2 separate regions of the Mus musculus genome follow, and region 1 is linked to region 2. Evidence: chromatin contacts called from public HiChIP or PLAC-seq data. All regions are on one chromosome and are shown on one strand. The core of a region is the stretch at or near the end of the contact, and the rest is flanking DNA. Distances in the headings are between cores, read along the strand shown. Region 1 has its middle 6.7 kb from the start of Gm33280. Region 2 has its middle 170 kb from the start of Gm25096.

The links. HiChIP or PLAC-seq counts read pairs in DNA pulled down with a chosen protein or histone mark.
Region 1: a contact with region 2 is called in an H3K27ac HiChIP or PLAC-seq map of extraembryonic endoderm stem cells, with 6 times the contacts expected there. The contact joins two enhancer-like sites. A contact is called at or near these places in 3 of 115 datasets of contacts at active chromatin or transcription factors (extraembryonic endoderm stem cells, microglia and trophoblast stem cells) and 1 of 9 other capture datasets (embryonic stem cells).

The regions. Positions count from the first base shown.
Region 1 is chr1:36,123,865-36,126,770 of GRCm38.p6, reverse strand. No RefSeq gene overlaps it. Among named protein-coding and RNA genes, the nearest start is that of Gm33280, 6.7 kb to the left of the region's middle. Within about 2 kb of position 1,485, at least 13 of the 459 cell types and tissues checked have an H3K27ac peak or open chromatin away from gene starts, as enhancers often do. A contact at or near this core is called in extraembryonic endoderm stem cells, where this site is marked.
Region 2 is chr1:35,346,256-35,349,516 of GRCm38.p6, reverse strand. No RefSeq gene overlaps it. Among named protein-coding and RNA genes, the nearest start is that of Gm25096, 170 kb to the right of the region's middle. Within about 2 kb of position 1,441, at least 7 of the 459 cell types and tissues checked have an H3K27ac peak or open chromatin away from gene starts, as enhancers often do. A contact at or near this core is called in extraembryonic endoderm stem cells, where this site is marked.

The sequences.
Region 1 (2,906 bases), core at 236-2,735, 780 kb before region 2:
CATTCCTGGACAAAACATCCTGACCAAGAAGCACTTGGGGAAGAAATGGTTTATTCAGCTTATACTTTCCACATTGCTGTTCATCACCAAAGGATGTCAGGACTGGAACTCAAACAAGTCAGGAAGCAGGAGCTGATGCAGAGGCCATGGAGAGATGTTCTTTACTGGCTTGCTTTCCCTGGCTTGCTCAGCCTGCTCTCTTATAGAATCCAAGACTACCAGCCCAGAGATGGCACCACCCACAAGGGGCCTTTCCCCCTTGATCACTAATTGAGAAAAAGCCTTACAGCTGATCTCATGGAGTCATTTCCTCAACTGAAGCTCCTTTCTCTGTGATAACTCCAGCTTATATCAAGTTGACACAAAACTAGCCAGTACAATCCACCCACTGCTGTGTTCAGAATTGCATGGGGTTTCAGGCAGTTGAGCTCTGGTAGAGGAAATAAGTCACGGGATGAGCCTTAAAGGATGTATCTTGCTCTCATACTTTCCTTTGGGCTAGATCCCTTTTTAGTTTTATTTACTAATTTAGAAACAAGATTTCTCTGTGTAACAACCCTGGCTGTCTTGAAACTCACTTTGTGCATGAGGCTACCTGAAACTCACAGAGATCTGCCTGCTTCTGTCTCCCAAGGGCTAGGATCAAAGGTATGTGCCACCACACCTGGCTTGGATTGTGTGTGTGTGTGTGTGTGTGTGTGTGTGTGTGACAGCTATGTCATGAAGAGCTAAGCCCTGAAAGTGTCCTTCTGCCTGGATGTGTGTAAGTCAGGGACAGTATTGTGTCCTCATGGCATCTCAGGCTCTTGTAATCTTGTAGGTTTTTGTGCCCTAGACTAACTTGTTGCTTAACATTGATGCTAGTGTTCCAGCCATTACATGTACTGCCAGCAACAGGACAGAGGAAAGGGGACTGAAGAGCACACTTTGTCCTTTTTAAGGAACCTTCCTACAGGTGTCAGGTTGAACCTGCATGGGTTTCCATGTCCTTGGGGTGGGGGATCAAATTCTGACAATGTAGACTTTATGAAAATCAGAAACTTTTCTTTAAGAGAGTAAAAGGACAAACCAAAGACTGGGACAAGGCACTCAGTTAAAACCACAGAAGAGGGCTGGGGTGGAGGACGACACAAGTTTGGATCCCCAGAACCTGGTATAGCCAGGCCTGGTGACATGCGTGCTTCTACAGGAAGGTGGGGGTAGAGCCAGGAGACTCCCCTTGTGAGAAACTTACTGCCTTTTCCATAGAAAGCTTAGCTGAGGGCTAGGGAGAAGACTCCGAGGTAAGAGCTGTTTTTCTAGAGGACTCAGGTTTATTTTCCAGCACCCACTGTAGGCTCACCACTCTCGAGTAACTCCAGTCCCAAGCGGAGCCTGTGAGGGGGTCAGGAAAAGGGCAGAGGAAAAAAGGATAACATTCATCTGGAAGAGAATACCGTTCCCACCGGGAAGGAGGTGACTTTCCCACACAATCTCTGAAAGAGCTTAACTAACAAGGCCGTCCATCAGCCGGGGCCATCTATCAAATCAAGGCCGTTCTGTGCACAATGAGTCATGTTTCTCTGACTATTTTGGACAAACAATGCTGTTTGAAGGGAATTTTCAGTTTGCACAGAGGAAATAACATATAAGAAAGAGAGTCAAAGAGGAGAAAGGTCTGGAGGCTGCACAAAAGGACTAGTGGGACACCACTTGGAAGTCCTCCAGCTCTGAGGACCCCCTCTTCCCAACAGGGTGCTTTCGCTCTTTGCTTCCTTCCTCCATAAAACCTCCTTCTGAGTCTTTCCTTTTGGTCTCTGGCCATTCAATTCTTTGCTCATTTTGGGGAAGAACCTGGACACCTGTGCAGACAGTTCACCCCATGGAAATCCCAAGTCCAGCAACAATCTGACCTCTTCTTCTTGGGACATCAGGTATATATATGGCTCTTAAATAAACATGCAGACAAACACCATGCTGTCGTGGCTTAAATTAGAGTGGCCTCCAGAAGCTCGTCTATTTGAATGCTTTGTCCCCAGTTGGTGGAACTGTTTGGGAAGGATTGGGAGGCGTGGCCATGTTGGAGCTGGTTTGTCAGTGGGAGTGGGCTTTATGGTTTCAAAATGCCCATACTATTCCAGATAGTTCTCTCTGTTGTGTCCCTGTGGGTCAGGACACAAGCTCTCAGCTACTGCTCCTGAGCCATGCCTGCCTGCCTGCCTGCTGCTCCTGAGCCATGCCTGCCTGCCTGCCTGCTGCTCTTGCGCCATGCCTGCCTGCCTGCTGCCCCTGCGCCATGCCTGCCTGCCTGCTGCTCCTGAGCCACCCTTGCCTGCCTGCTGCCCCTGCACCATGCTTGCCTGCCTGCTGCTCCTGCACCACCCTTGCCTGCCTGCTGCTCCTCCACCATGCTTGCCTGCCTGCTGCCTCTGCACCATGCTTGCCTGCGTGCCTGCTGCTCTTGCCCCATGCCTGCCTGCTGCTCCTGCACCACCCTTGCCTGCCTGCTGCTTCTGCACCACGCCTGCCTGCTGATCCTGTGCCACCCGTGCCTGCCTGCTGCTATGCTCCCTGGCCAGGATGCTCACGGACTCTAGCCCTCTGGACTCGAGAGCCCGCAATAAACATTTTCTTTCATAAATTGTCTTGCTCATGGTGTCTCTTCGAAGCAATAGAAAAGTAACCGATAGATCTACAGGCAGACAATAAATAAACAACAAAAAAATTAAAATAAAAAATGATTAGCTGAGCCAGGATGACTTACTTCAAGAAAACATCGTTTTGCAACACCCCCCTCCCCGTCCCCCGCTAAATCTCTAGTTTCTAGTTCCTGGAATGTAAGTTTTAGTTCTCCTGATTCTTGCCTGCCCCCAGAGATGTCAACTACTTCCTACCCTGTGCTGTGTCTTATGGATTAGTCAATAGTG
Region 2 (3,261 bases), core at 192-2,691:
CAGAAAGAATACAAAGCTTCATCAGCAAATTTTAAAATATCAAAATTCAAGTCAGAAGGAAGCATCATTTTTGAGCAAACATATAAATTAAAACCAACATTGATACAGAAATGGCAAGAAAACTGAAGTTAGTGTTTGTTAATTGTAAAAAAAAATGCACATTTGTATAAAATACGTGATTTACTGTTCAATGGTAAACCTGTATGAATGTCTTGGGATGAGTTTGCTACATGGATCACAATTTAAAGTAACCCCATATCTGTGTGTGTAGCTGAGCTACCACCCTGCATGCACACACAGCTACATCTCTGATAATTCTCTTCTTTTTTTTAAATACTATTAAATTCTTTATTTTATATAAGTAATATGTATTTTAATTTAAAATTGTTTGTGGGAAAGAAAACTGCAAACTTTTAAATATATAAACATCCATACAAACAATGCAAGCCTGGGTGAAGCCTCAGTCTATATTTTTAAAATTATATTTAATGGTTTTAATTTTATGACCAGGGAAAACATTCTCACAGTAAAAAAAAAAAATTTTCAAAAATACTTTGAGAGTCTAGGGAGATGGTTTTCAGTGAGTAGGAATGTCTACGTCACAAGCGTTGGGACCCGAGTTCAAATCTCTGACACCCACATAAAAATCTGAGTGGACATGGTAACCCCCACACTGTTGGAGATGGACACAGCAGGTTCTCTGGGGTGCACAGTCTCGATCAGCACACCCGATATCCTCCTCTGGCACCCACACACTGTGCCTTAGTACACACATATATGTACACACAGCACACACACCTGCACCACAATACGCTCACACAAAAATCACTTCGTGTCTTTTGAACAATTATTTTCTGAGAGGCTAATCACCATGGTGTGCGTGTGTGAGTGTGCGTGTGTAGGCCAGAGGTCAGCATCAGGCCCCACTGGCCTGGTAAGACTCTGCAGCCTGAGTGCTGAGCCCCAGGGATCTGCCTGCTTCCCTCCCGTTCCTAGCATCAGCCTGTGAGATGTGACTCTGCCAAGCCTAGCCTTCATGGGTGAGTTGAGCCTGGAATTCTGATCCTACTGCCTGGGCAGGGAGCACTTTCCTGTCTGGCCCATCTCCCTAGCCACAATCAGCAGGTTTCTGCTTGTTTATTTTCCTCTGAGGAATCCTGCTGTGTGAAGAAGTCTCCTGCTTACTGAAAAAACAAGCAAGCAAACAAACAAACAAACCCCCAAACAAAAACAAAACAGCAACAAAACCCAAAACAAACAAACAAACAACAAACCAGGATTATATTCTGTTTTAAATTCTTAGAAATTGACACCTCCCCCCCCCCAAAAAAAAGCTGTGTTTAGTCAAGCTGTTTTTCAGGGAAGTTCTACCAAGTCTCCCTCTCCTAACAGCATCTGAAAAAGCAAGCTGACCTCACCAGCTTGAGTGGGAAATGCTGCATTCTGGTGTGGGTTAAACTTTGACTGCACTATCTCCCCATGGCCTCCCTACACAGGCACAGACCTTTGCCTTGTATCTGTGATTGTTTTGTCCCCATTTAAACCCAGTTTTAATTTAGTTTATTTTTTTCTTGTTATTGGACAGCATCCTTTCTTTCATGAATAAACATTTTTATTTCACCTCAGATGACATTAGACAGATATTCCACGTGTAATCATTGCCCGGTCACTGTAGATTTATATCAAACTGCTCACTGTTTTAATTCTTCTGTCTTTTGAGCTGACTAGAGTGTTTGTAATGAAATACCACAGACTAGAAGCTTAAGAAACAGTCACAATTCCTGAGCTTAGAGCTCAAAGTCAAGGAATGAACAGGGCTGGCTGAATCTGGAGGCTGTAGGGGAGGCAGGTTACTGGCTCTCCCTGGACTAGTAGATGGTCAGCAGATGACCCCTAAGTTCTCTGAGTCACAATTTCCAAAATTCCCCTTCTTTTTTTCTTTATTTTATTTTATTTTATTTTTTCTCCCATGTGTCCATGTTTAACATGTTGGTGCATGTACACTTGCATGTGACTGTCAGCAGGAACGTGTGCGTCATGCACCTGTGTCACATGAGAGGACCACTTCAGGGGTCTGTCTGTCCTCACTTTCTGCTGTGTTTGGTACACTGCCTCATCACCACTGAGTTTGTCTGGCTAGCTGGCCAGTGAGCTTCCTTCTGGACAGCCTCTGGTCCCCAATGCTCAGTTCCTAGAAGGGGCATCTGGCTTTTCCATGAGCTCTGGGAATCCAAAGTCAGATCTTCATGTTTGCACAGAAAGCGGTTTTACTTGCCCGCTAATGTGTTTCCCCAGACCTCCAATTTCCCTTCTTAAAGCACACAGGTCATAATGGATTAGGAATCACGCCGATAATCTCATTCTGTTAGAATAGCAATAAAGGACAGTCAAGGGAAAACATCTTCTGGTCAAGTGAATAGAATCTCTGACCTAGGTAGAGAACTAGTATCCCAGCTCCTTCTGTAACATGGAAACAAAACAACAGCAGCAGCAGCAACAATAACACACACATACACACTAAGATAAACAAAACCAAAACCTTGTAAACGTGGTTTAAAGAACATAGAGGAGATGTAGACGGTGGTGGTAGAGATGCCTGTTTACCAACAGGATTAGTGCAGGTGTATTCAATATGTTTTTCGGGATATACCTTCATCTTGGAGGCCAAAGATTCTAAATTCCTTGGACCTTGTCATTCTCCTGAAATGAGGATACCTGATGACTCTGTTTACAGACTCAGAGATAGGCTGCTTGCCTTCCGTAGCAGCAAGGATCCTGGAATAAACTACAGACAATGACAGATACAAAAGGGGCTGCAGTATGGTCTGATATCTTAACATTTCTTTCCTAAAGTTCTAGTGACCAGGGAGCCCATTACAGACTCAGGCATGTTATCCAGAGGGTGCTTGACCCAGTTGTTGGGTCAGTCAACAGGATCTGCAAGAGAGAGTAGAGACTGAAGGGCAAGAGACTCGAAGAATGGAGGCAAAACAGTATGTCTGATCAAGTCTCAAGTCTCATTTATTGAAAGGCAACTAAAAGCACAAGCTAGGGAGTACAGCTGGAGACACTTAGCCACAAGTCCAGGATGTATAGGAGAAAAACAAGGTGTTATCAGAGTGTGTTCAGCTGTGGTGGGCTTCTTGCAAAAACATCATGTTAGGAAAACAAGTCTCTTGTCAGGGTGGAAAAGTACCACCTGTAAGTAAATAGCCCTAGATGGCTGCAGAGATGATGGCCATTTTCTGCTAAGAGTTGGCT